Regions from separate parts of the Mus musculus genome. Here region 1 is linked to region 2. A link is a contact called in public promoter capture Hi-C data. All regions are on one chromosome and are shown on one strand. The core of a region is the stretch at or near the end of the contact, and the rest is flanking DNA. Distances in the headings are between cores, read along the strand shown.

The links. Promoter capture Hi-C pulls out the DNA fragments that hold promoters and counts their contacts.
Region 1: a contact with region 2 is called in a promoter capture Hi-C map of pre-B cells, with 2.7 times the contacts expected there. The contact joins the promoter of Cnksr3 here to the promoter of Zbtb2 in region 2. A contact is called at or near these places in 3 of 39 promoter capture datasets (cranial neural crest, liver and pre-B cells) and 1 of 115 datasets of contacts at active chromatin or transcription factors (astrocytes).

The regions. Positions count from the first base shown.
Region 1 is chr10:7,209,499-7,215,977 of GRCm38.p6, forward strand. It overlaps Cnksr3 (Cnksr family member 3), which reads right to left and starts at 2,739. Exons shown (of 13, transcript NM_172546.2): 1 at 2,134-2,739. The coding sequence starts at 2,185.
Region 2 is chr10:4,383,876-4,390,569 of GRCm38.p6, forward strand. It overlaps Zbtb2 (zinc finger and BTB domain containing 2), which reads right to left and starts at 4,233. Exons shown (of 3, transcript NM_001033466.3): 1 at 3,970-4,233.

The DNA of each region.
Region 1 (6,479 bases), core at 1,489-3,988, 2.8 Mb after region 2:
TTGTATGTATGTATGTATTTAAAGATTCTAATGCAAAGCATCCAGGCCAATCTTGGATGTTGCCATCACAGTATGTAACCTAAAATGAGTGAACATCCGGGGTCCTGAGCTCGACCACCACGACTGCTCGTTCAGGGCAGCACAAGAGTTTTCCTAGATGAAAGTATCCTCAACCAAGCCTTAAAGCCAAAGGTACCCCAAAATGTGTTTTAACATTTCTTCCTTTTAAATCAATGACAATAATAGGATGAGAATTAACATTTTTCTCCCTTCTAAGAGAAATGAAGGAAAAAACAAAGGGGAGAGAGGGCCTCTCTCTCTCTCCTGTGTGCCTGTTAACCATTTTTCTGTTACCTTATCAAGTCTGGCAGAGCCACAGGAAAGCCAGCGTGATCCTCTGACACCTCTTCATGAGACTAGAACAGTACCATAAACAAAGATAGAATATGAGCCATAAGCCTGAGCCATGTTACCACTAAACGTAGAAGCCCTAATTCAGAAAATAAAAAGTAAACAGTTGGAGTTAATTTTAGTAGTATATTTTATTCAAAATACCATCTCATCGATATGTAATAAGTAGGAAAATCGTTAATATTTTCTACTCCTTCTTCACACTGAGTCTCCAGACACCCTGTGCATTGCATACCTAGTACCTGGCAATAACAATCAGCCACATGTCAAGGACTTGAGAGTAAATGTAGCTACTGGCTCAGCAGGCTCTGAGGACCCCTCCATGGTAGTCAAGCAAGCCATCTGCTTCCTCTCAGCAAGCTAGCTGGAGCACCTGGTACCGTCTTCAGTACAAGTTACACTTCAAGTTAAGGGAAGGGGCTTAAAATAACTTAAGTCTACTGCTGCTAACCATGTTTTACTGCTCACTCAGCCAGAGTCACTCAGGCCTATGTAGTCATCCTTTTTCCCATGGCTTTACTTTGAGAGTCCTGGAAAAGTCTGGCCGATAGAAAAAACCTACTTCCTAAGACAGTATTCTGTGTTTTCCTCCAGAAGCCAGGGATAATCAGACATACACCAGACTCTTCACTACCTGGACAGCCCCTTTCCAGTGACCTATATAAGACACTGGCTTGAGAAATGACAGGATGGGGTTTCCATTGTCACAGACGGGTAGGGCAGCTTGAAAGATAATCTGAACACACCAGCATCACTGACTACTCACGTCTACTGAGACGAACAAAAACAAAGGGAGAGAGAGTGCTTAGCCAAGTCTTCACCTGGAAGACCAATGGGGGTTTGGGAGCAGGGGTGGATAACTTGAAACAGATGTTGAAGTGAGGAGGTGGGACCCCTGAGATTCCACTGGTTGATTTCGGTAAACTTTGTACTATTGAAAGAGGTCAAAGAGAGCTGAGTAACTCTAGCAACTATCCCTAGCAATCACGGGAGAGACAAGATAAAGTAACAGGGACCCTTCCACTCCTGCTACACCGTCCAGCACCCACTGAGTTTCCTCTTCCCGAGTACTGTACAGAACCAGACTGTAGTCCAGACACTCGGCTCCCTCTCAGTGCTTAACTGGCCTCAAAACGCTGCGCCCTTGGGGGTCCTGGCGCCTCCAGAGCTGAGTCCCTGCCTCTGCGGGAGTCCTGGCGCTAGGGTCCTCGCAGGCGCGAAAGCCCGTTCGCCCTCTCCAACCCAAACAAACAGGCTGGGCTGGCCGCAGGAGCCTTCGTCTACCTGCCCAACTGCCAGGTCACGCCCGCGAACTGCTCTGGGCCCGCAGCCTTTACTAGATCCAGGGCCAGGGGCAGTCACCCACACAAAGACGCCTTGTGCCTCTGCGCTTGGCTACAGGCAGCAAGTCCACCGTACCCGAACTGGCAGAGAGAGTGCCCTGGCGCCAAATCCCAAGCCCCACATTCCCAGCCAATCTTCCACGGAAAGGCCATCCCATAGCTCCCTGACTTAAATATAGGTGTCCAGTCGGCTGCAGTCAACGCGCACCCCCACCGAAAGAAACCGATCGGAGCAGGCGCACCAGAAAGAGACGCACAAGCCGCTCAGTAGAAGTTTGCTTTGTCGCCGGCAGGAGGGGCAGAGCACTCCAGTGCCCAACTCTTGGCCCGCCCCATCTCCCCGGCTGTAGGGCGCGGGGGTCCTCCACGGCTCGCTCACCTCTAGTCCAGTCCACCACTTGTTTGGGGCTCCACTTGGTCACGGGCTCCATGGTAAGCAGCTTCGCTGTCCGCTGGGCTAGGCAATCGACAGGAGTCCTGCAGCCTGCGCCCGTGGTTGTCCCCTGCGTGTGCCGGGAGTCCGCTCAAGCCTGCATGGCCGCAGTCAGCGGGCCATCGCGCTGCGGTTTCTGCGAGGGAAGCGCGGCCCTGGGTCTCTGCGCACGGGACAGCTATGTCCCGTACGGCTGCTCCCCGCAGCTACCGCTGTCCAGATGCAGTTCCCCCGACGCCGCTCTCTGCTACAGCTGCTTCTCCGCAACCACCGCAGCAGCGGGAGCAGGTTGCAACCTCAAACCCCAGGCCGGGGCTGCCCTGGCGTGGGACTCTTCTGGCCGGGAACTTCTAGGTCGGCTGGCCCTCCGCGGCTCCTGCGAGCGGTGTCCGTCCCCGAGGTCCCCACTCCGCGTGCGCCCCCGCCTCGAGCCTTCCCGCCAGTGGGTCCCACCTCCTGCGCCACCGTCGCGGGCCGCCCGGGCGGAGGAAAAAAGCGGAGCGTGCGCGCTCGGGTTGCAAAGTTTCTGCTCCGCTCGGCGCTGCCGGAATAAGAGAGGGGGCGGGGCGGAGCGGGAGCAACACGTGAGAGGGGCGGGGCCGCGATGACGTAGACTCCGGTTTCTTTCCCTCCTACGTCCCAGCTCCGGACGCCAGGGATCTACTTTTCCTCTTCAAGGGGTGGGCTGGAGCTGCAGCCTGAGTCCTGGAGAGCCGCTTGGCTCCGAAGAGGTCCCAGCTTAGTGGCAGCTGAATCCTGTAAACAGGTTTTTTTGTCTTTGTGTGTTGGTTTGAGATGTGTCTGTTCTCGTTTTTAAAAGCTTCGAGTCGCAATCTCGCCTTAGCTATTCAGCCTTTTAAGTTTCCTAAAGTAGGCCAGTTGTGTGTGTTTTGGACAAATGGATGGCGGTGTGCCACTGCTCCAAGGCCGCTACAGTGTATCAACTCTTCGGTTTAATAACACCAGAATGGCAGCTCTTTGAGTTGTGTTTTGACATAATGTAATAGTCATATTTTCAAAATGACCTAACGCTCGATTCAGATTAGTCATTAACCCTGAGGCGAAAGTTGTCAGCGAGCCAAAAAAGAAAAGAAAAAAAGAGAGAACCTTGCCTAGTTCAGCCTCTGACAGGGAGAGGAAAGCCCTTTCTGTACTACAAGCCTCAATTTGGAAGCAGAGCGCGGGTCTGGGGAAAACCCTATAACCGGTGTTTACCTCCCTCCCACACACATGCAGACACTCTTTTGGCCCTAGTGAAGTCTTCTTTCAATTATAGTTATTGATTTCCATCTTCCCCTGAGCAACTATTAACCCTATCCAAGGAGGAAGCTGCTTGTTATTGGGGTATATTGAGCTGGATCTGATCTTCCCCTTCCAACTACTTATCTTCTGAAGTAAGGGAGTGGCTAGTGTTTATTGATTCAGTAAATACCCGCAGTTGCTTTCCCTGCACCAACCACTGCGTTCATATTTCCTCTGTTAGGATAGCTGCTCTCTATTACACGTGAGAATCACTGCTAGCACCCAGCTATCTGTTGTATAGTGAGTGTTTTGGGTGTACAGCGTACACACTGTCTTAGCCTTCCTGAGCAATTCGTCTATGCAATGGAGAGGTACAACTATCAAAAATAGCGATTTTTTTTTTTTAACCAAGAGTAATTACCCAACCCAGAAACTTGACACCGGCCATGAGAAAATTCCTGGTAGAGTAGCTGCCCTCTTTTTAAGAAATGATCTTTGACATCTGTCTTTCCTTAACCATCTTGACCTCTGCACAGTGGGAACTGTGCCTACAGTTTCGAAAATAGCTATATGATTAGATGACCAAGCAAGTAATTCATCTATAAACAGTGCTGCCTTCCAAAGGGGACACAGTAGTAACGAAGTTGAAAGACGATGAATCTGGCTGCATAACCCCTGGAATCACAAAGAGGAGCAAATGCTATCAAATGCTTTCGCTGTAGAATTTTCCTTGATGTTTGACAATGTTCTCTTGTTCCTTTGCATCTGTTGCATTAAAAGCTGGAGTTCCAGAGTCCAGTTTGCTGAATTTCATCCCACAGATAACACAATCTATACTCGGCGCATAAGCAGAATATGCAAAGAAAGCCAAGTTAAAAATCTCTGACCAATTAACTATCTAAATGAATTAGCAACATGTTTACTCCTCCAGTCCTGCAGGCTAATTGCTATGTAAATAAGGCCTTCTACCTTAATTATAGCTGTTAGCCTGTGAAAGTTCTAGGGTGTGCTGACTGCCAGCCCAGATGTAAACTTTACATAGAAAGTTTGGCACATCAAAGAGGAGGGATTTTTAGATAAGCAGCTATGGAAATTGGTGTATATGCAAAAGCGATCAGTTATACACTTGCCAGTTTTCTTCCTGCTTGTCCCTGGTGGTGTGGTTCCTTGGTACCCACACTCTTCAGCAGGGGCACCCTTCCTCCTTTCTGCCTTGATGCTGCCAGGGCTCCTCCAACATTAGGAAATGGACAAAGCTTTTGACTGAATTTGATATGTTACAGTGTGGATACAAGAACCCAGTCTTCTGTGTTTCCTTGCATCTCCTTTTCTTGGCCAGCCGCCTTGCGTGTTTAGGTCATTTATTCAATCAACAAAATATGTTGTAAATGCTCCTGCCATACTGAATTGAGTATGAAGAAGATTAAAGATCTCACAGCTAGTGACTCTTGGATATCATGGGACTTTGCCAGGAAGGGTTTTCTTCTGTCACCTTTAGTCAGAAGACAAAGACCAAGGGGGTATAGAGGGGACATGGACCAGCGAGTTTGGGAATCAGTTTCACATTAATAATTTGAGTCTCTCAAAATTTATTGGTATTAGTTGAGAAGTAGGACCTAAGCACTTTAGAGACAAAGTTATTACTATAAATACTGAGTAAACACACGAGTAAAAAGACTCGAGCCCCTTCCCGGTTCAAAACTCTTCCCATAGTGAGAGAAATGTGGCAGCATTCAAAGGCCACTCCATTTAAAAGCTGCTTCAAATGCTTCTCCTCTCACCTAAGGCCCCTTCTCTTGATGGTTGTCTCTCTGTCACAGTGTTCCTTTTCCAAATCAGACTATTTAGAATCAGTTCATCTTTCCCAGGTATAAATTGACTCATGTTGTTTCTCTTTCAGCTTGCAAGACAGCAAGTAATCCTGCGAGTTCCACCAGACATATATCCCAGAGGGGGCAAGTGTTCTCTATGATGTCACCTGGCAGCAAAGTGATGAGTCAGGGAAATTACCCCGGCTGCTGACTAGCTTGTCTCTGCTCAGCTCCAATGGGCCTGGATGCTTCACACCACAGTAATGAAATTATCTCCCTAAACACACAAGCGTCCCATCAGATAATCCAGGCGGTAAAGCTCTCAAACATTTTTTTTTCATTGAAATAAATGCAGCCTTATTTATTTGAATTCTTTTGATCATTCAGAAATCTTGCTGGGCAGTGGTGGCACACGCCTTTAATCCTAGCACTTGGGAGGCAGAGGCAGGTGGATTTCTGGGTTTGAGGCCAGCCTGGTCTACAGAGAGAGTTCCAGGACAGCCAGGACTACACAGAGAAACCCTGTCTTGGAAAAAAAAAAAAACAAAAACAAAAACAAAAACAAAAACAAAAACAAAAACCTGGATGTCCAGTCTCCTTGGGACTATTTTCAGGCTGGGTCTAAGTCAATTGCCCAAGCTGACCTTGAACTTGGTGTGTGGCCCATGTAAACCATGAACTGATGATCCTTTGCCTCAGACTCCAAACTAGCAGCTTTTAGCAGCGTAGCCCACCAGGCTTCCTTTTGTTAACTTATTTTCCAGTGCTTAGAAAGGAACCCAGAGCTTTGCACAAGCCCAGCAAGTGTTCATCCTCTGTCTCCACTACTTGAAATCATGTTCAGAAGAGCTGATTAAAAAAAAAAAAAAAAAAAAAAAAAAGAAACACTGACCGCTGTCACTGAATTTCAAGGACCTAGAACAGCAGTTCTCAACCTTCCTACCGCTGCGACCCTCTAACACAGTTCCTCATGTGGTGGTGACCCCCAACCATAAAATTATTTTGTTGCTGCTTCATAACTGTGATTCTGCTACTGGTATGAATCATAATGTAAATATCCTATATTCAGGACATCTGATACAAGACCCCAAAGGGGTCACATCCCACATATTGAGAACCTCTGATCTAGAGGCACATTTTGGAAGAGTTGCTATATGAAGCAACACCCACAAATAGTTAAGCCTCTTACCCTCGGGTGTGAAGGCTGTTAATAGGAGAACTTTGCATAGACAAGACAAT
Region 2 (6,694 bases), core at 2,983-5,482:
TGCCTCGTGCACTGGTCTAGGGCTTGTGTTTGAATGTAACACCAGCATCTAACTGGGCCTCTGAACCAGGAAAAAATAATTTTGCCTGTCAACCTGGGCTGCTGTTCCTTAGTGAGGGTCCTGTGGCTGATATTTGTTCTTCTGTTCTGTACCCCATAACCCTTGTCTCTCTCCCTCTCCTTCCTCCCCCATTTCTGTCTCTCTCCTCCCCTCTTTTTCTGGGGTCTCATGTAGACCTCATATTCTCTGTGTTCATGATGGCAGACTTGAAATCTTGACTCTCAAACCTCCAATTTGGGAGTGCTGGGATTTCAGGCATGTGCCTGGCTAGATCCCACATCTTTATGACCATCTTACCACTGAGACACATGGAGTCTCATTTAGTATCACTCCAAAATCCCCTGATAGCGTCTTAGTGTCCTGTTAGGAGACCCAAGGAGTGCCATTGGCCACAGGCCAGCGAATCCTCAGTTTCTCTCTCCTACCTCATCCTGAACCATCTACAGGGAAGGGCACTGGGGGTAGGGATGGAAGACCCAGGGACACTTCAATTGAAGTCCCCACTCTAAAGCTGATGCCAAGCTGTTTTCTTCACTGTCTACCTGTTCTAGGAATTCTCAGGCAGGAAAGCACCCCCACCTCCACAGGTGGGGGCAAGCCAGTAGGTACTTCAAATCATGGGTTGAAGGTGCCAGGCGTGGTGTCACACGCCTTTAATCCCAGCACTCGGGAGACAGAGGCAGGCGGATTTCTGAGTTCGAAGCCAGCCTGGTCTACAAAGTGAGTTCCAGGACAGCCAGGGCTATATAGAGAAACCCTGTCTCAAAAACAAACAAACAAAACCAAAACAAAAATCATGGGTTGAAAAGGCTCAGCTCCTGAGGGTGTGTTGCAATAAAGAGTTTTGTAGGGTTTTCTTGGTCCCTGTTCAGTTATTGTGAAGAGACACCATGACCAAGGCAGGCAACTCTCACAAGGGAAAGCATTTCATTGTGGGCTTGCTTACAGCTTCAGGTCTAGTCCATTATCATTAAGGCAGGCAGCTGTGGTACTAGAGGAGCAGAGAGCTACATCCTGATCTGCAGGCAGAGAGAGCCTGAGCCTGGCATGAACTTTTGAAACCTCAAAGCCCATCTCTGGTGACAGATTTACTCCAGCAAGGTCACACCTCTCAGTCCTAATTCTCACAGATAGTGTCACTCCCTGGTGACTAAGCATTCAAATAGATGAGTCTATCAAGACCATTCTACTCAAGCCGCCACAAAGGACTTGGGAAATGAAAAATCTGGAAGTCACTGTACAGTTATATAATTTTACATAAAAAACCTCTACCAGCCGTTGTTCTATGATTAAGACATGTTGGAGTACTTCGGTGGGAGTTTTGCCCCCATTTATAGACACATTCTTACAAGTGAGCAAGGAGGCAGGAACCAGGGGACAAAGGTCTCTAATGCCTACTAGTGCGTCTTTCTGTCACACTTTCCACCTGTTTTTTTAAAAAAAATACGATGTTTTCAACAATTGGCCAGTTCCTTAGCTAGGAAAAAACAAAAAACATGGAATCCCAAGTTTACTAAATGAGAAACAATGTCATGCTTAAAAGAATTTACAGGCTGGAGAGATGGCTCAGTGGTTAAGAACACTGAATGGTCTTCTGAAGGTCCTGAGTTCAAATCCCACAACCACATGGTGGCTCACAACTACCCGTAATGAGATCTGGTGCCCTCTTCTGGTGTGTTCGAAGACAGCTACAGTGTACTTATGTGTGATATTAAATAAATCTTTAAAAAATTTACATTCTTAAAAATTATCAAGGTCTCAAATATCCTGACCAAACTAAAGCTGTTACTATGAATGTCCCCACCCCCAAATTTGATTTTTTTTTCTGTTTGTAAGAAACCATAATAATGAGAATTAAAATGTCCTAGGGTTTTTTTCTTCTTTGAACAGGGTTTGTAGTCCTGAAACTCATTCTGTAGACAAAGCTGGCTTCGAACTCAGAGATCTGCCTGCCTCTAAGACTAACACACTTGCAAAATGTATTCTAATTTCATGACTCTCAGAATAAAATGTTAGTTGTACAAATGCCTTGGTCTGGTGGTCAGGGTCTATACCGACAGTGTCAACCACGAAGGACACACAGACCATTTAGACACATTGAGTTCATCCCTTCCGATAGCCTCAAATCCATTCTCTCTCTCTCTCTCTCTCTCTCTCTCTCTCTCTCTCTCTCTCTCTCTCTCTCTCTCTCTCTCTCTCTCTTTTTGAGACAGGGTTTCTCTGTGTAGCCCTGGCTGTCCTGGAACTCACTTTGTAGACCAGGCTGGCTTCGAACTCAGAAATACGCCTGCCCCTGCCTCCCAAGTGCTGGAATCAAAGGCGTGCGCCATCACGCCCGGCAAATCAATTCTCTTTATGCCATATTTTATTAAAACAATACACCCTGAAGATGAATAAAATCTAGGCGCTCGCGCTAAGTGGGCCAAAGGTATTGTATGATGATGGTGGGAAAGAACAATACTGACTGGGAGAGAGACTCCCCGAGGTGTGATTAAGTTGTTCGAGAAGTTGGGTGGGAAGTTCTCGCAGCAAATAGCCTGTCAGGCACAAGATTTTTTCCTCTTACTGCTCGGCTGCGGGATCTAATTTGCAGGAGTCTTTATAACCCACTACCAGCTAAAAGCAACAGAAAGCTTGCACCCTACACAGCTTTCAATTGTGCATGCACTCTGATCTGTGAACGAACGGTCTGGGAGCTTGTGCTTAACGCCTGCAGCAACCCAAACCCCTAACTCCCCGGCACAGACTCTCCCAGCCTGGCCCAACAGGCAGAGGAGGGCGCGACCGCTCCGGCTGCAGCCCTAGGCAGCGAAGACCCGCCCAGGAGGCCTTGGCCCCGCCCCGCAAGGGAGGGGGCGGAGCGGGCGGAGCGGCGTCCGGGTCCGCCCCAGGGGCCCAGGGGAGGGGGAGCAACGCACTCTGGTCGCGCCGCTCGCTCGCTCGCTCGCCCCTCCCTTAGGCCCCGCACGCTCGCGCCCGCGCCCGCGCCCGCGCGCCCGCGCCCCGAGTCCCGCGGCGCCCAACACAATGCCGACGCCTACGCCTCGCGCGCGCACCGCCCCGGCCGGCGCCACGGCCCCGGCGCCAGGGGCGTGGTGGAGGGGCGGGAGGGGGGAGGGGAGGGGAGCAGCGCGCGCGAGAGCCTCAGACAGCGCGAGACCCGAGGCCGGAAGCGCGCGTGCGCGCCCCCGCCCGCGAGCGGGAGGCGGAGCCGTAGCAGTAGCGACAGCAGCTGTAGGAGCCGCTGCAGCTGGGAGACGCGCCAGAGAGGCCGGGCCTGCTCCGGTCCGACCGGATCCCTCCCCTCCCCCTCCCTGCTGCCTCCCCTCCCCCAAACCCACTTCCGCAGCTCGCGGCCTGGCCGCCGAGGCGGCGAAGACAACAACCCCGGCGGGAGGCGACGGCCGAGTACGCACCTGATGGGCCCACCTGGCGGGGCTCCGGCGCGGGACCGCTCACCGGCAGCCGCCCGCTCCGGACGCCCTTGGCCGCGGCGGGCAGCAGACACCGGCGACTAGGACCGGAACGCGGAGCGCCCCCTCCCCTTGCGCCCGCCCTCTCGGCTTCCGTCCCCTCCCCCTCCTGCGAAGCCCCGGATGGAGCGGCCGCGACTCGCCGCCGCCCGGCTGCCTGGATGGTTTTGTCAGGCGGCTAGGGCCCCGGCGCCTGGCGCCGTCGCCGCCCCCGCCCCGCCGGGGCCGCCCCCGCCCCGGCGCCCCGCGCGCTAGGGCCCGCCGCCTGCCTTCGCCGGGAGCCCCGGGACCGGGAGTCATTCGTCGCCTTTGTTGCCACGGCCGCTGCCGGAACCGTTTGCGAGCTCCGGCGGCTCCCGCCCCTCCCTGCTGCTTCCCGGAGCCCGGGCCGGGGGCGGCACGTGGGCCCCGGGACGCGGTGGCGGTGCGCGCTTACCTGTCGCCGGTGCGGGCGGCCGCGGCGGGGCGTGAGAGGGGAGGCAGAGCCGGGCGGCCTGGCCTAACTGTCCCCGCCGCCGCCTCTGCCCCGCGTTGCTGCTGCTGCTGCTGCTTGCTGCTGCCGCCGCGGTCGGTGTCTCCGGCGCGGCGGCGGGCGGCGGCGGCGGGGCTTTTCCTGTCCGGTTACGTTAAGGTCACATGACCGAGAGAGCGGAGCGACTAGTGCAAAGCGGCTGAGAGCGGCTCCCGCCGGGGGGGAGAGGCGGCGAGAGAGCAGTGGCGGCAAGAGCCCCTCCGCCCCCCCAGCCGCTCCCCTCCCCCCTGCCCGCCCGCCTCCGCCTCCTGCTGCTCTGCCGCCGTCGCCGCCGCCGCCGCCGCTGCTGCCGCCGCCTGCAGCTCGGCGCTGCGGCTTCCACCCAGCCTGGGCTCGCGGCCCCAGCCAAAGTTCTGCAAGCCATGTGCAGCTGAGGCGAGGAAACTTCTCAGCGGCCGGGCCCGGAGGCTGGCGGCCCGGCCCCCTTGTTTACAGAGTGTTTAGGTAGGACCAGTCCTGCCGCTGCAGACGGTCTTTTCAGGGGTGCAGAGGGAGACGCATGCCCGTTCTCCTGTCAAGAGATGCTTGACATCTCTTGGCTCTCTCTGCCTTTGTCCTTGGACTGCTCCGGGTTAGCTATTCGTCCGAAGATACGGAGTTGGGCTGTTGTTGATCGGTGCTGGCTGAAAGTCATACAGAAGTAGCTATCGTTGCATGTCCTGTGTTGCGAGGTCGAGGTGCTTGCTGCGTTGCATAGGCGACTTGTAGGCTAAGCTGTTTCCGTTAGGATTGAGTGGGATACTTCCCTGCGCGTTAAGCTTTGTGGTGCTTTGCGCTGTGTGCATTTGGACAGGACGATACTCTGGTTGACTTTTGGTCTCTTGAGGATCTAGTGGAGTAGAGTCAAGAGTTGCCATCCTGTGGGGTGTGTTAAAGGGAGATTCTGAAACAGGTAACATGGCGGGGGAATTGGAATGCCCTGATTGAACCTTCTTAAGGGTTTAAAGTTGACCTTTTATGTTTCCCTTTTGCTAGAAGTTGTGCTTCAGGTAGTACAGTTTTATCCCTTTTGCGTGCTTGAGTTAGTGGTTTACTTTACATAGCTTAGATTTTACGCTTGTTTGTAAATAAGTGCTGGCAGCTAACACTTGGCTTGCCAGCACAGAAGTCTGTAAGGACCTTGATGCCAAACCCGTTTGGTTTTGAAAGTCAGACTCCTAGCACAATGCTGTACACTGACTGTGCGTCCTAGAAACCTCGAGTGAGTGTGCTTAGCAATCCAGTTGTATGTACACCTACTGATGACTAATTTCTTCGAGGATGTAAACATCTGTGTAGCTGTAGTGTTGCCCAGTGTGAGTAACAGATCCCGTGGATACCTGCCTTGAACTTTCCTAGCCTTTGATCAGCTAGATGAATGGCTTGTAGAGTGCTTAAACGTCTGCGTCCACAAACGAGTCCTGACCGTGACCTGCGAGTTCTAGGGCATTATCAGTAAAACAGCAGTGCTGTCCTTCACACTGGAATGCTCTATTTCCTTTAGAAAGAGACCAACATGAATGTGATTTGTTGTGTAGAGAGAGTCATGGTTAAGGTTTTTAGGTTCTTCGTTCTTTCAAGTTGAGATTGTGGAGTTCTTTGTGAAGGTGGTTTGATGGAAGGACGTCTTTGAGACAGAATGTCAAAAGCTATGCAACTCTTGGCTGCTTTGGAACTTGTCACAATTCTATTTCCTTTGGGATGCTGGGATTAGATTATAAGGGTGTACCACATACCATCTCTCTGAGTCTTAAGGAATAGTTTGTCAGCACTTTGTAACAGTTTCACAGAAACAACCTGGTGGTAAGCTCTTACTCTGGTTCTAAAGACTTGTGCTAAGAGCACATATCCCTGTTCCCTCAGGACCTGCTGGAGCAATATGTTGTCTAGAGCATCTTGGTCTCCATAGGAGCTGCTGCTCAGATTGGAACTGGGCTGTTTTGCTGCTAGCTAGTTTGAAGTCATAGGCCAGCCTGCTTGACTCACCAGATGTGCAGGGTATTTGGGTTTTTAGTCCCCATTGTGGCTTAGTAGCTTAAGGGGACTGTATGGGCTCCGTGTGTTTTCTCCTACCGTGTCTAAGTGGAAGCGTTCACATGGGAAGGCTAGGGAAGAGCAGCCCTTGCAGAGAAGGATCAGTTAGTGCAGGCCAGGACAATGCCAAGGACACTCCTTCCCTCTCTAGGAAGTCTGCTTGACACAGAGTCATGCCTGCCCCAAGTTGGATAGAAACTTGTCAGTTTATTGCTGATTTGGTATTTTGAAAATACATCTAGTAAATTGGGAGCTCAAACTAGTTTTATTTTAAACAATACTAACAATCTGAGTGGATTTATCAGGAAAAAAAAGTTATGAGTATTCTGTGGAGTCTTGTATGTAGATTAAAGATTTGGTTTCTGTTGTGCAGAGATACTGCCATAAAACCAGGCATTTATTTGCATGTTTTGAAGAGAATAGTTCCAGTGTGACAGGGACAGTGAACAAAAAAATTAGTAGTTCAGTACTTACCCTTTAAACCCATGGTTTTGGTGAAAACTTGGTGAATTGTGTGTGCTAAGGTTGGAGGTAGAATTTCCTTTAGACATTGGTAAGAAAAGTTAACAGGAAGAGCTTGGTCATAAAGGTGACTAGAATCCAGTGCTGCCTTCCA